Regions from separate parts of the Mus musculus genome. Here regions 1 and 2 are each linked to region 3. The links are chromatin contacts, called in public HiChIP or PLAC-seq and promoter capture Hi-C maps. All regions are on one chromosome and are shown on one strand. The core of a region is the stretch at or near the end of the contact, and the rest is flanking DNA. Distances in the headings are between cores, read along the strand shown.

Evidence for each region. Promoter capture Hi-C pulls out the DNA fragments that hold promoters and counts their contacts. HiChIP or PLAC-seq counts read pairs in DNA pulled down with a chosen protein or histone mark.
Region 1: an H3K27ac HiChIP or PLAC-seq map of heart atrium shows a contact between it and region 3, with 6 read pairs. The contact joins the enhancer-like site here to the promoter of Ednra in region 3. A contact is called at or near these places in 4 of 39 promoter capture datasets (cranial neural crest, frontonasal cranial neural crest, maxillary cranial neural crest and 1 more), 1 of 15 datasets of contacts at CTCF or cohesin (the NIH/3T3 cell line), 2 of 484 Hi-C or Micro-C datasets (cochlea and liver), 9 of 115 datasets of contacts at active chromatin or transcription factors (acute myeloid leukemia, cardiomyocytes, craniofacial prominence and 6 more) and 1 of 9 other capture datasets (adipose tissue).
Region 2: a contact with region 3 is called in a promoter capture Hi-C map of 3T3-L1-derived adipocytes, with 4 times the contacts expected there. The contact joins the enhancer-like site here to the promoter of Ednra in region 3. A contact is called at or near these places in 4 of 39 promoter capture datasets (the 3T3-L1 cell line, 3T3-L1-derived adipocytes and cranial neural crest), 3 of 115 datasets of contacts at active chromatin or transcription factors (craniofacial prominence, embryonic limb bud and stem cell-derived neural progenitor cells) and 1 of 9 other capture datasets (embryonic stem cells).

Annotation. Positions count from the first base shown.
Region 1 is chr8:78,024,002-78,028,654 of GRCm38.p6, forward strand. No RefSeq gene overlaps it. Among named protein-coding and RNA genes, the nearest start is that of Gm29895, 19 kb to the right of the region's middle. Within about 2 kb of position 1,265, at least 10 of the 459 cell types and tissues checked have an H3K27ac peak or open chromatin away from gene starts, as enhancers often do. A contact at or near this core is called in cardiomyocytes and heart atrium, where this site is marked.
Region 2 is chr8:78,056,033-78,060,629 of GRCm38.p6, forward strand. No RefSeq gene overlaps it. Among named protein-coding and RNA genes, the nearest start is that of Gm29895, 13 kb to the left of the region's middle. Within about 2 kb of position 1,494, at least 1 of the 459 cell types and tissues checked has an H3K27ac peak or open chromatin away from gene starts, as enhancers often do. A contact at or near this core is called in 3T3-L1-derived adipocytes, where this site is marked.
Region 3 is chr8:77,722,542-77,726,901 of GRCm38.p6, forward strand. It overlaps Ednra (endothelin receptor type A), which reads right to left and starts at 1,911. Exons shown (of 8, transcript NM_010332.2): 1 at 1,555-1,911. LOC108167319 (a long non-coding RNA gene) reads left to right here and starts at 1,044. Exons shown (of 4, transcript XR_003947564.1): 1 at 1,044-1,181; 2 at 3,958-3,990.

The DNA.
Region 1 (4,653 bases), core at 15-2,514, 300 kb after region 3:
ACTTTACAGAAGCATGGTGACTGACTGCCCTCATGGTGAACAGCCGGAGACACTGATCTAGGTGCACATGTCCTGGGCACGTAGTCTGAGAAGTTAGGTCTCCCAGAAATGCCTATTAAGGTTCAGTGGCTGCAAGCATGAGGGACAGTATCTTCGAGCCAGAGGAAATAGGGAATTTGTAAGCAGCTCAGGCTAGTCTCATCCTTCAGGACTGCCTGCTGGTGTTTCGTGTGACAGTTGTGTGTTCCTTTGAATTCCACAAGTTTCTCTGAAGTTTGTCATATGTTGGAATCAGTTGTAAATAAGAAAATGCAAGATGGTCATTTTGAAAATAATTACAGATAAATGGGAAACACAGTGTCCATGTGTGGTCCTCAGAAGGGATCTACATCTGGAGGAATGGACATCAATGAAAGAAGGATTGTTTAGAGGCTCCTGAGTTCCTCTCAGAGCGTCTTCCATTGCCCTAGTGCTTTTCAACGTCTGTGATGGTTTGATGTGCATTTTGGGAGCTCTGAAGCAGGAACTGTATTTGATCATGAAATTCTACACTCATCTGTCCTCTCTTTTGCTAGATTCTATCCTAGGGGACAGTTACTGGGGAACACCGGAATCATGCAATGCTTATCATAGTTTGTCTATGACATGGACACATGTCCTAATGTACATCCAAAAACAATAGGGAAAAAAATTAGACAGATAAAAAATGGAGACATTAAGAAATAGAAGTCAGCAGTTAAATGTGCTAGAAAAGTTAAGAATCTATTCACCTACAAAAAATTCAAGCACTTTGGCTCTGAACAATAAAAAGACTGAAGACAGGCAGTGTCTCTGTGTGTGCAAGCACATATGTGCATGCATACCTGTGTTAAAACATGCATATGCGCATGTGTCTGTGTGTGCATATGTCGGCATGTACATGTATGTATCTGTATGTGCTTGCGGGTATGATCATGTGTCTGTGTGTACTTGGGTGTCTGTGTGCATGAGTGTGTATACTGGGGTGTCTGTGCATGCATTTGTACAAGAGTTAGTGAGGGTACATGTACTTTCGCAGCTGACCTTGAACAGACGTCCTGGCCACCCTGGCCTTGTTTGTTATCCAGGCCTTGCCAGAGGACAATATGTTCCGAGGCACCTCATTTGTTACTAGTAGAGTTTGTTGCTTTTATTAGATTGATTCTTTCAATCCAACCCATGACGTAGGATATCAAAGCATTCTAAGTCATGGGCTCATTAAAGTGAGAGGTCACAGTGATAACTGCCATGGTTTTCCACTGTCTGGGCTCTTAGTGGGGATAAACAGTGGGTAGAGAGGCTCGGGCATGTTACCATACATATTCCTTGCTGGTTGGAATGTATTAAGAGGAGAGTCTTAATGAAAGATACACCAATGGCTACTTCATTTTTAGTCTGAAAACTACCAAGAAAACAAAACAAAGCCAAAGAAATTTGCTAGAAAATTATCCCTCCAAAAAGCAGCAGTGTTGTGGGTCTCTAGTTCATGTGAAACAAGTCCCACTGAGGGTGAGTTAACAGTAGCAACAAGATTCAATAAGGATGCCTTTTCATTATGTTTTTACTATAAAAATAGTTTGAGCTGCACTTTTCAAAATAGAGGCACTGCTCAGATTCCAATAATTCTAAACTTTCCTGTGAAATGCCCGGAGTTCTGGTAGTCTGAGTGTTCTGTCAGCGTGAGATCTGATTTATAGCATTGTACAAACTCTTGCTGCCTTTACCTTTTGGTATAATCCAGCTTAACTCTTACATGCTTTTATTATATTGGTTCCATTTCCCCCACTATTGAATCCATATCACAATTCCTCATGGGGTAGCAGTGATTTTCCCCAACGTCCAAAATTACTCGGTTATATGTCTTACTCTTAAGTAGTTTATTGATTGAATGTTTATGAATGAGCCCAGAACTGTGGAGATGCCCTGACTTGGGAAGTGTAAGTACATAGCTTCATCCACATGGAGTGGCATCAGCTGTTTGCAGAAGGTCACCAGAGCCAAGCTTCTCACGTTTATATAGATGCATTTACGTGGGGCTGAGTGTGGTCGGGAGACAAGAGAGGCAGGGAAGAGAAGGCTTCAAGGGAGGGAATAAAGTAGATGAAGGAATATATGCTATGTGAAAATGGAAAGGGGATTCTGGAGTCTGAAAGGCATGACTCAGTGGACAGGGAAGAGAAATCAACACAGAGGAGGGCCAGCAAAAACAGAATATGAAAAACTGCAAGGAAAAAACCTGTTACTTTGTGCATTAACTAAAACATAAAATAAAATAATGCATATTAGGTTAGATTATGAAAATGTTTATAGAGGCAAGGTCATGGGAATATAGAAAGAATGCATGCAGCCATTAGCATGGTAAGGGATGGTGTTCAGGAAAACTCCAACTTATTGTCTCTTTGAACTTGGATTCCTGACCTCCAAAACAGTAAGAGAACAATGTTGTTTAAGGATTACACACACACACACACACACACACACACACACACACACACAAGAGGTTGAGATGAAAATATTTGAAATAGTAATCACCATCCCCATCCAGCCTGTGTATAACATGGATATCCAGAGAGAGGGACAGCTGGCTAGAAGGCATCCAGGCTAAGGAAGGAAGGTTGGTCAGTCACTGGGGATTAAGGAGGATTTAGATTTGTGTCTGGTTTACATGGTGGTGTTTATTTTAATCTTCGTGTTCTGGATTTCCAGAGCCCTGTGGGCTGATGTCCTCCATTGCTGTTCCCCAGCCCACATGCCCACACTCCATCAGGTAGGATCTGTCTGGCAGTGAGTGACTACGAAGGCTCCTGTTCCTCAGTTTGCGCTTTTTTTCTTCTTCCATGCTTCACTCTTCGCCTTTCACCTCTTGGCACACACCATCTTTTAAAAAACAATCTTACATGGAAGAGAAAACCCAAAGTCGATCTGTACCTTTGCCTGCTCAGCCTTGCTAGGTTGCTTGCTGTGTGAGCAGAAGCTATGTAACATGGAAACAGCTCTGCTTTTTGCTGAGAATGGTACTGAAGTGTTCTAAGGGCATTTCCATCACAAACTACCACACACATCACACCTTTACCAGCCAGTAGCCAGGTACCTTTGATTCTAAAATTGTATTTCCCTGTGCAATGGAAGGCCTGGCCTTAAGACTAAATACAAACCATGTAAACCCAGTGTGTGCCTCGTACTAATGCTCTTTGGTTTCCAGGCACAAGGAAGCTTGTTTCATCCTATCTGCCCACTGAGAAAACTGAGCGCTGAGTTACAGGTGCTCTTGCCTCCTTTTCTCTTATGAGACCCGGCATGTTTAGGATGCAGTATTTTATCTAATCACACCTTTAAAATGGGTCTGCATGTACTGGGATGAACCACACCCTTGATGTCTTTATTTTCCCACCCTCTTCTTCTGGGAAAAAAAAAAGGAGGAAAATATGACTGTTTCCTGGCATAGGAAGCAGTAGATAATTCCAAGGGCCTTACTGAGCAGGCTGTCACCTCCTGCACTCCCAGGTCTCCTGGCCCCAGGCTGGGCTTTCCCCATGGTCCCAAGAGAGCTGGAAGGGTTGTATAGCTGCACGTCTTGTCCTTCTGTCTATGCAGTCAGCAAGGGATGGCCAGGAGCATTGGGCAACACCAGAACCCAGAGCAGCAGTTCTTCTTAAGGAAATTCTATGTGCCTCCCTAACAACAAGTCTGTATTCTGAACTGCTGCTCGTTCCAAGTTCAGCCTCCAAATCTCCCTAGTGATTTGGTTTGACTGTAGACAGCTACCAGAAAATTGCCTGAAATAAACCAACAAAAGCTTTTTCTGGTTTAATATTTCCAATGGCCGTAATCGCACCCCTTTGCATTATGGGTAAATAAGTTAGTTTCATATGACTACTTTTCCTGGTCATGGTAGTTCTGGGTTAAAGGTAACTATGGGGCATACACTGATGCTTCTAATATACCAACCAACTTGCCTGGTCTACAGCTTCTGCTAGGTATATCTTGCATGGACAGCATATTGATGAATGAAGCATCCGGTGACACGCACACCTCTGTGTGAAGTGAACAATAGATTGATGTTTGGATAAATTGTTAAGAAATTTCACTGATCCAGAAAAGTCAGAAGTTTGTTGAAAGTTCTATTCTTAAGAGAACACCTGTCCTAAGCTAGAGAGAGTAGGCCTTCCTTTGTTTGCCATTACTGCTGTACTGTCTAGCAAATGAAGGATCTTGGCACATTCCACAGGCTCTTCAACACTCCTTGTGTCTCTGCTTCTGCTGAAAGACAAGATACAGCCTTGGAAGCACATGTTTCTAATGAAGAACTGCGATCCTTTGCACGATTGGGTTGGCATTGCGGACATTTGAATGCCTGGGTGGCAAGGGAACAGACAGCACTGTAGTTCATAAATTTGATGGGGCTTCTTTTCCCTCTGACACTGGCATCAGTGAAGTTAAAAGCTGTTGGCCATGGACAAGTGGACTCTGGCTGTTTACTTAGTCATCACTGTGCACGTTGCTGCTTAAGCACGTTTCTGTGTTTGATGTAGGAAAGGAGTAAGTTGAGTGTAGTTGCTATTTAAAATTTCTTCAGCAAGATTCCCCTTATTACTCAGCTTTCACACACACACACACACACACACACACACACAC
Region 2 (4,597 bases), core at 244-2,743, 330 kb after region 3:
TTTTTCTTTTTGTCTTTTTTCCTCAGAAGGCAATAGCTTGGGGCTCCTGGCGATATAATTATTAGCTGATTTTTAAGTATTTGTTATCTTAAATTATGTGTATGTGAGTGAGTTTGTGGGTGGGAATATGCCAGTGTCTACTGGGGCCAGAGGCATGTGACCCTTTTGGACTGTTAAAGGTAGGTATGGGCCTTCAGACAGGGGTCCTGGGAATCTAACACAGGTCCTCAGGAAGAGCACTGAGCACTCTTAACCACTGAGCCATCTTCCTACCCCTTAGTTATGTTGGATTTTATTAATTTTCTTTGTAATTTTCTGCCACTTTCAAATTTTTCGTTATACAAATTTTATTTATTAATTATTATATTAATTACTTAATTTGTGCATGTACAAATTGGGTGGGTGCCAGTGTGACCCATCCCCATGCGTGCGTGTGTGCGTGCGTGTGTGTGTGTGTGTGTGTGTGTGTGTGTGTGTGTGTGTGTGTAGATAGCTGGCATCATGGGATTGAACACATGTCATCAGACTTGGTTGCAAGCACCTTTAACTTCTGAGCCCTGTACATAAGTTTTAGAATAAGAAAAACTATTTTATAACCACAAGATAGAACTTATTTTCTTTCTTACATGAATCAATTTGTAGACCTTTTGAAGTAATAGTGTACATGTGTTGCTTGTTGGTAGTAGTGGGCAAGAATCACTGGTATATGAGGAGAGGGGAGTGGGAGACAGTCCGTGGGGAGGGAGTAGATGGGAGGGAGTGGGAGAGTCTGTGGGGAGGGAGTGGTCCATGGGGAGGGAGTGGTCTATGGGGAGGGAGTGGTCTATGGGGAGGGAGTGGTTCATGGGGAGGGAGTGGTCTATGGGGAGGGAGTGGACCATGGGAGGGAGTAGAGGAAAGGGCTTGCACGGGGAGAGTGTGCACCAGTGCTTTCCAAGCTATGTGTTGTATGAATCTCCAGATACCTTCACTTAGAAAGATCTCCAGAAGCTTCTGTGAGCAGTGGCCCAGCTTGGCATCTCATATGGAGTTTTCTTTCCAGAAATTACCTCTTACCCAGTCTAGATGCAACTGTTGTCAAGAGTCAGCACTTACTTGACCCAAGTTTGCTGTAGAAATCTTCCTTTCTTATTTATTTATTTTTCTGTCTTGGTATGTTATCTTTGATTAGCCTAGAACTTACTATGTACACCAGGCTGGTCTTGAACTCACTAATATCTAGCTGCCTAGGCCTCCTGAGTGCAGGGACAAAAGGCGCTCGCCACATCTGCCTTCATTTTTACTTACTTTCAATAGGGGAACTGAAAATTGAGATTCTTCTGGACTAGGAGCACCTTGTCGTTCTGCCTGCCCTAGAGGAGCCTAGTTCCCCTAACCACTTAATTCCCCTCTGCTTAAGGTAACCGGAAACGATTTTGCTGCCTGCAGTGAAAGGACTTGTGGGTAATTTGCCAAGAGACTGGAGTAACTCCGAGCTTATGCTTTTCTGGGAATTTATCCAACTCAAGTGAAGTAGGTTTATGTCATACTCAAACAACCTTGGGAAGGATCTGACTGATGAGGAGATACACCCCAAAGTCATGTGAGCTAACTGGTGGGCTAAGGTGTTCTTGAGGGGAACAGCCTGTGCTCCCCTGAGGAATGCAGAGCAGCTAGCTCCTTATGGATAACTTTCATGACTCTAACCAGTGAGCTTGACTTGGCTCCCATGATCAGAGGACAGAAAGGGCTCTACTGGGAACTTCTGCCTAGAGGTTCTATCCCAAGGCTTGCTTGTAGAATCTGGAGGGTAAGCATCTCCATATGCAAATGAAGAGAATCTTGGCATTGTACCATGGTTGCCCTGTCCCCTGGGGCTTTGTGTAGTCACCTTCTCCTGGATCCACACCCTTGTGGCCCTTCTTCAAAACTTCGTGTGCTCCCCATCCTGAATACTGGCTGTCTGCACACAAGAACGTATCTTAATCTGCATAGTGGCTCATTGGCTGTCATTTATCTTCCCCATCTCTACAGCATCCAGAAAATGCCTGCGGGTGATGGATCCTCAGAAAGCGTCCGTGCAAACGTGTACAGCTTTATAACCTTCCAAAAGCCCAAAGAACTTATGCTTTTCTTTCTGCTTCAGAATTCTGAAAAGAGAGGAATAAAGCTTACGCGATAGGACTTTAACACAAGCTTACATCTTCATCCGCACAGCACGAAGTGGCTTTACTTCCCTGGACTGTTTTGGGAATTCTCAAAGTTCCTCCTCTCCCTGTAGAGCTTTGGTTCTCAACCTTCCTAATGATGCACTCCTGTTAATACAATTCCTCGTGCTGTGGTGAACCCCCAACCATAAAATTATTTTGTTGATATGACATAATTATAATTTTGCTTCTGATTTGAATTGTAATGTACATACTTAACATGCAGGATATCTGATGGCGACCCACAGGTTGAGAACTAGAGGGGCTGGTGTCTGGGTTTTGGTCTGGGCCATGGGATCACCCAGTGTTCTTGATGGTAAGATTTTACTAGTGTGGAGTTTGCAGTACAATCCAACATCTGCTGAGTCCTGCATTGAGTCCCACCCTTCCCCCTGGTTATCCGCAAGGCATGCTTTCAACCTGTATTCGAGGTGCTCATAGCCTGGAGCAGCTACCGATTTCCTTTTCCTGCAGCTTCAGGCTACTTGAAAAATCTCCTGTGCCCATATCTTCAAGGCTTTTCCCCACTTTCTCCTCTATAAGTATCAGTGTCTCTGGTTTTATGTGGAGTTCCTTGATTCACTTACACTTGACCTTAGTACAAGGAGATAAGAATGGATCAATTTGCATTCTTCTACGTGATAACTGCTCATTTTGCCAGCACCATTTGTTGAAAATGCTGTCTTTTTTCCACTAGATGGTTTTAGCTCCCTTGTCAAAGATCAAGTGACCATAGGTGTGTGGGTTCATTTCTGGGTCTTCAGTTCTATTCCATTTTTGAATATACCTGTTTGTCACTGTACCAGTACCATGCAGTTTTTATCACAATTGCTCTGTAGTACAGCTTTAGGTCAGGCATGGTGATTCCACCAGAGGTTCTTTTATTGTTGAGAAGAGTTTTTGCATTATTCCACATGAATTTGCAAATTGCCCTTTCTAATTCATTGAAGAATTGAGTTGGAATTTTGATGGGGATTGCATTGAATTTGTAGATTGCTTTTGGCAAGATAGCCATTTTTACCATATTGATCCTGCCAATCCATGAGCATGGAAGATATGGGCACAGGGGAAATTTTCCTGAACAGAACAGCAATGGTTTGTGCTGTAAGATCAAGAATTGACAAATAGGACCTCATAAAATTGCAAAGCTTCTGTAAGGCAAAGGATACTCTCAATAAGGCAAAAAGGCCACCAACAGATTGGGAAAGGATCTTTACCTATCCTAAATCAGATAGGGGGCTAATATACTATATATATATATATATATATATATAAAGAACTCAAGAAGATGGACTCCAGAAAATAAAAAAAAACCTATTAAAAATGGGGTACAGAGCTAAACAAAGAATTCTCAAGTGAGGAATACCGAATGGCTGAGAAGCACCTGAAAAAATGTTCAGCATCCTTAATCATCAGGGAAATGCAAATCAAAACAATCCCGAGATTCCATATCACACCAGTCAGAATGGCTAAGATCAAAAATTCAGGTGATAGCAGATGCTGGCGTGGATGTGGAGAAAGAGGAACACTCCTTCATTGTTGGTGGGATTGCAAGCTTGTACAACCACTCTGGAAATCAGTCTGGCGGTTCCTCAGAAAATTAGACATAGTACTACTGGCAGATCCAGCAATTCCTCTCCTGTGCATAGACCTAGAAGATGTTCCAACTTGTAATAAGGACACATGCTCCACTATGTTCATAGCAGCCTTATTTATATTTGCCAGAAGCTGGAAAGAACCCAGATGTCCCTCAACAAAGGAATGGATACTGAAAATGTGGTACATTTACACAATGGAGTACTACTCAGCTCCTAAAAACAATGAATTCATGAAATTCTTAGGCAAATGGATGCATCTGGAGGATATCATCCTGAGTGAGGTAACCCAAACACAAAAGAACACACATGATATGTATTCACTGATAAGTGGATAGTAGCCCAGAAACTTAGAATATCCAAGATACAATTTACAAAACACATGAAATTCAAGAAGAAGGAAGACCAAAGTGTGGACACTTTGCTCCTTCTTAGACTAGGGAACAAAATACCCATGGAAGGAGTTACAGAGACAAAGTTTGGAGCTGAGACAGAAGGAAAGACCATCCATCCCATATATAACCGCCAAACCCAGACACTATTGCATATGCCAGAAAGTTTTTGCTGACAGGATCCTGAAATAGCTCTCTCTTGTTAGACTATACCAATGCCTGGCAAATACAAAAGTGGATGCTCATAGTCATCTATAGGATGGAACACAGGGCCCCTAATGAAGGAGCTAAAGAAAGTACCCAAGGAGCTAAAGGTGTCTGCAACCCTATAGGAGGAACAACAATATGAATTAACCAGAAACCCCCAGAGCTGTGTCTCTAGTTGCATATGTAGCAAAGGATGACCTAGTTGGCCATCAACGGG
Region 3 (4,360 bases), core at 661-3,160:
AATCATCCAGGAGGGGAGTTCATGAGCCATTTGGGTGTCACAGGCACTGCACAGCTCACGTAGAGCTCAGTGGTCCTCATTGCCACAGGTACTGAGAAAGCTACAGTCATGGCTTCCTATCAGGGTGTGAGCCAGCTGCCAGTAAAACCTCTTTCCTTCCTTCCTTCCTCCCTCCCTCCCTCCCTCCCTCCCTCCCTCCCTCCCTCCCTCCCTCCCTCCCTCCCTCCCTCCCTCCCTCCTTCCTTCCTCCCTCCTTCCCTCCCTCCCTCCCTTTCTTCCTTCCTTCCTTTCCTTCCTTCCTTGCTTCCCTCCAGCAAAGACACTACCAAGAACTCATTTCTCTTGACACCTCTTGTCAGCTCACCACATCTAAGGGACATCTGTCAAAAACATGTGGATGCCATATTGTTACAGAGTGAAAAACACAAAACCAAATAAAAGAAACCTCTTTCGAATCCATGCTTTCCCAAGGACGGATCTGTAGCTCATTTTGGTATATTTCAGTCAAGCTTTGCCGGGCATCTGGCTCTAGAGCCAGAGCTCTAGAGAAGCAACTCACATTCAGACCAGAAGGACATGTCTATGGAGTCAGCATCTTTCCTTTTGTGGGTCTAGAGTTTGGTGGCATACAAAAGCTGACCCCTTAGTGCTTTCCCTAGTTAATACATCAGATTCTCAGAGCAAATGTCCACTTGCCATTAGTAATTTGGAAAATCCAACGGCGCCCAAACCGCACACATACTTAGGGCAGGTAATTTACATGGTATGGTTGCCAAGGTGTTTCATAGCCAATCTTTAAAAACAGATGAGTTGATGGCTGTGTGGGAATCAGAAACAACTACAAGAAGAAAAAAAAAATTAAACCAAGAACTTTTTTTTTTTCAAGTTCTCTGTGGTTTTGTTCTCTGGAGAAGACAAATTATCCACTCTCCTTGGACACATCCTCTGACTTTCATATGCTTTCGCCCCAGGTCTGCTGGGGTGAGGCCACTAAGGGTGGTGTAATCAGAGGTGGCTTATCTACAAACAGTTCCAGGGTTCTGCACATGAAAGACAAGAAGTGCCCTTTAAAGGACAGGACAGCACTGAGCAAATCGCCCAGACCTCCACCAGCAGGCAGATTTCCAACCCCAGCTGCCATCGTGGTGTGAGGAGGGCTCCACAGAGGTTGGTTCTTCACAGTAAGTGTCCTTGGCACTCAGGGTGCAGGATAGGAAGAGACCAACTTCACCAGGAGGCTTTGGAGCAAGCGCCCTGGGCCTTGATGCGCCTGAAAGCTTGTGTGGAGAAAAAGATCCTCCCACTCCCGGCTCCCCTTTCCTAAAAATCCGAGACAAAGCTCAATGGTCTTGTCCGGTGTCCACCCCCACTCCCCCCAGTGTTCGTCTCCCAGGAAAGCGCCCCACACTGGGCGTCCCGGGAGGTAAGTGCCAGGCCGGTCTGTTGCGTTTCCCTGGAGCTGCGAGACACCCCTGCTCCTCCCAGCAGATTGCCCCGGCAGCGACCCTATCCCTAGTTCCAGCCCTGGTTCCAAAAAGAAAGACTTGCACCGACCTTAGAGCTCCTCGGAAGCAGACAGCTCCAGGTCCGCGCACGGGCCAGCCGGAGCCTGAGCTGGAGAACGAGGGTGGCGCGCAGGGTGGCGGGTGACCAGGGCTGCAGCACAGTCTCAGCTCGGGGAAACTTCCCCGGACAGCCAGGCTTCTCTAGGGGGAGATCTTGCTCAGCCTGCAAGCTCCAGCGATGGTCCGGTGGATCAGAGAGAGGCTCCCCACCTCCTAGACACAGTTGCCAGACTAGAAGGGATGGGTGTGCGCGCGAGGCTCCCAAGGAAAAGCAAACTCCGGAGGAACACGCCTCCCGCGATCTTCCTTAGACTCCACAGGCTCCTAGACCTTCCTCTCTACTCTGGGACCTAACTGCAAGAGCGCTATCCCGCCTGCCCTCCAGGGAGCAGCCACCAAGCTGCAAAGCTGCTGCCCCCGCCAGGCCCTGAAGGGCAGGGATCTTTAACTATTTCCTTCCTGAGAAGTTGGTTAGTCTAGGATGGGTAGGATTGAAAGTAGAGAGCAACAGACCAGACTCAAGGTTGTGCCCTGTTTTAGGAAGAAACTCGAGGCACTTGAGCCCGTGAGTACGGGAGAGTTTGATCAGCAGGGGAAGCCAGGGAATTTGGGCTGTGTCTCCTGTCAACTTTGCTTAGCTTGTTAGCACTCCTCACCTTAGAGGAAGTTATGGAACCCAGGTGGACAGCATGTCTTTGGCTCAAATTTGACCTGCAAGACCACTAAGCCTTAGCCCAAGGCAAAAGGGAGCTGGGGAGTCTGTGGAAGGGTCTAGGGTGTGCTCAGAGAAATGATCATGTCTGACAATGAATGGGGAGACCCTTCAGAAGGCAGTGTCTTTATCACAGAGTGTGTCAAGTCACGATAAGATGGGGAGTGGGAGGAGAGATAAGGGCCAAACATCAGGGCTCCTGGGGAAGAAGGCTTGGCTGTACGGATGCCCTAGGACCTCATTGGTTCCCTACCGTATCTATAGTGGAATTGGACCTCAGTTTGTTCTAGGACCTCTAGGAGAAGGGAGAGACAGGACTTATATCTAGCCCCTGGGAAAGAATTTTAGCAACAGCTTCCTCATAGTGTGGTGGCTAGATTCCAAGAACAAATATCCCAAGAGAAAGGACATAGAAACTGCCACCTACTTAAGGCCCAGGTCCAGATAGTGACACAAAGGGGCTTCTGCTTAATTCTGTCAGTCACCAATTCCAGATTAAAGGGTGAGGGCACAGAGACCCTACTTGACAGGGGTCATTTTGTAAAACTGTCACAGCCATCAGCAGAACACCTCGGTGGAAAGGATTTTAATATTCTTCTGGGACTGTTGGAGCAGGCATTACCCTGTCCACTAATCTAGTGTTTATCTAGCGTTTCTCTAGGAAGGATCCACAAAAATTGTCTCAGTCAGCTCTGAAGGGGTACGCTTTTGTGGCGACAGCTTGGCAGGCTGACATTATTTTCCAGGAAGAAAAGTTATTGCCTTCTTCCAGAAGACTGTTCATAACTTGGTATGTGAAATGTTCTGGATCCCAGGCCCTCTCACCCCGTGACTAGGCACGTGGACAGTGCACCATCTGTGTAACTGAACATGTCTGTCAGGCTAGTCTTTGTAACAGCACCCCCAGGACCCCCTACCTTTTGCTGATCCCACTGTGGTATGGATTAAGCATTAAAAATTTCTCTTTCACATCCCTTAGGACAGTCACTATTTAAACACAAATGAAACTAGAAAATAAACTGGATTGTCAGGGGTGCTGAGAGGCAAACTCCTGACTACTGAGGCAACAGCAGTGGGAGCCCAATGGTGCTCCTCAAATAATTATGACTAAAATTACCAAGGGTCTAGCAATTCCAGTCCTGAATATGTGTATAAAATGGGCAACAAGGTTGGTGTTGTAGACAGAGTGAGGCTGAAGAACACAGAAACAGAATGGATGTTGGTCTGTGTTTTTTCTAAGGTTGGGCCCAAGAGACACATCAGCAGGAAGGTGCCTGCTTGTTTAGCATCAAGTTACTTCAGGTTAGTGTTTGTGTTAAATATTCAGAGAGAAAGAATTCCAGCTAACTGGCATATTTGGGAAATGTGCTTATTTGTACGTGAGTGTGTGTGTGTTTGAGTGTGTGTATGTGTGTGTGAGTGTGTGTATGTGTGTGAGTATGTGTGATGGTGAAAGATGACCTTGGGAAGTTGAGTGTGAGGCTTCAGTGCAAACGCCTTCACCCACTGAGTTATCTTCCAAACCCTTGATGTTTAACTGATTCCCCCAAAGGTCAGATGACAGCTTAGTTTCTTCTTAATGACATGGACTTCAGCTTGAGTGAGTCCATTTCGAATGTGTTTCTGTGCTGTTCTGTTGTTGTTTGCTTGTTTCAATTAACGCCGTGATCACATTTACAGAAAGGACCTAGAATAGTCAAAACCACAGAGAAGGTAAGCTGGTGACTCCTGGGGCTTGGAGAAGGGGGCTCACTGTTTCATGCGTTTCACTGTGTTTCACATGTGTTTCACTGTTTCATGCGTTTCACTGTGTTTCACTGTTTCATGCGTTTCACTGTGTTTCACATGTGTTTCACTGTTTCATGTGTTTCACATGTATTTCACTGTTTCATGTGTTTCACATGTGTTTCACTGTTTCATGCGTTTCACTGTGTTTCACATGTGTTTCACTGTTTCATGCGTTTCACTGTGTTTCACATATGTGTTTCACTGTTTCATGCGTTTGAGAGGTTTACTTTGGGTGATACTGAGGCTCTGTGATTCCGTGGTGGGAGCTGCACAACAATGGTGACATACTTAGTGC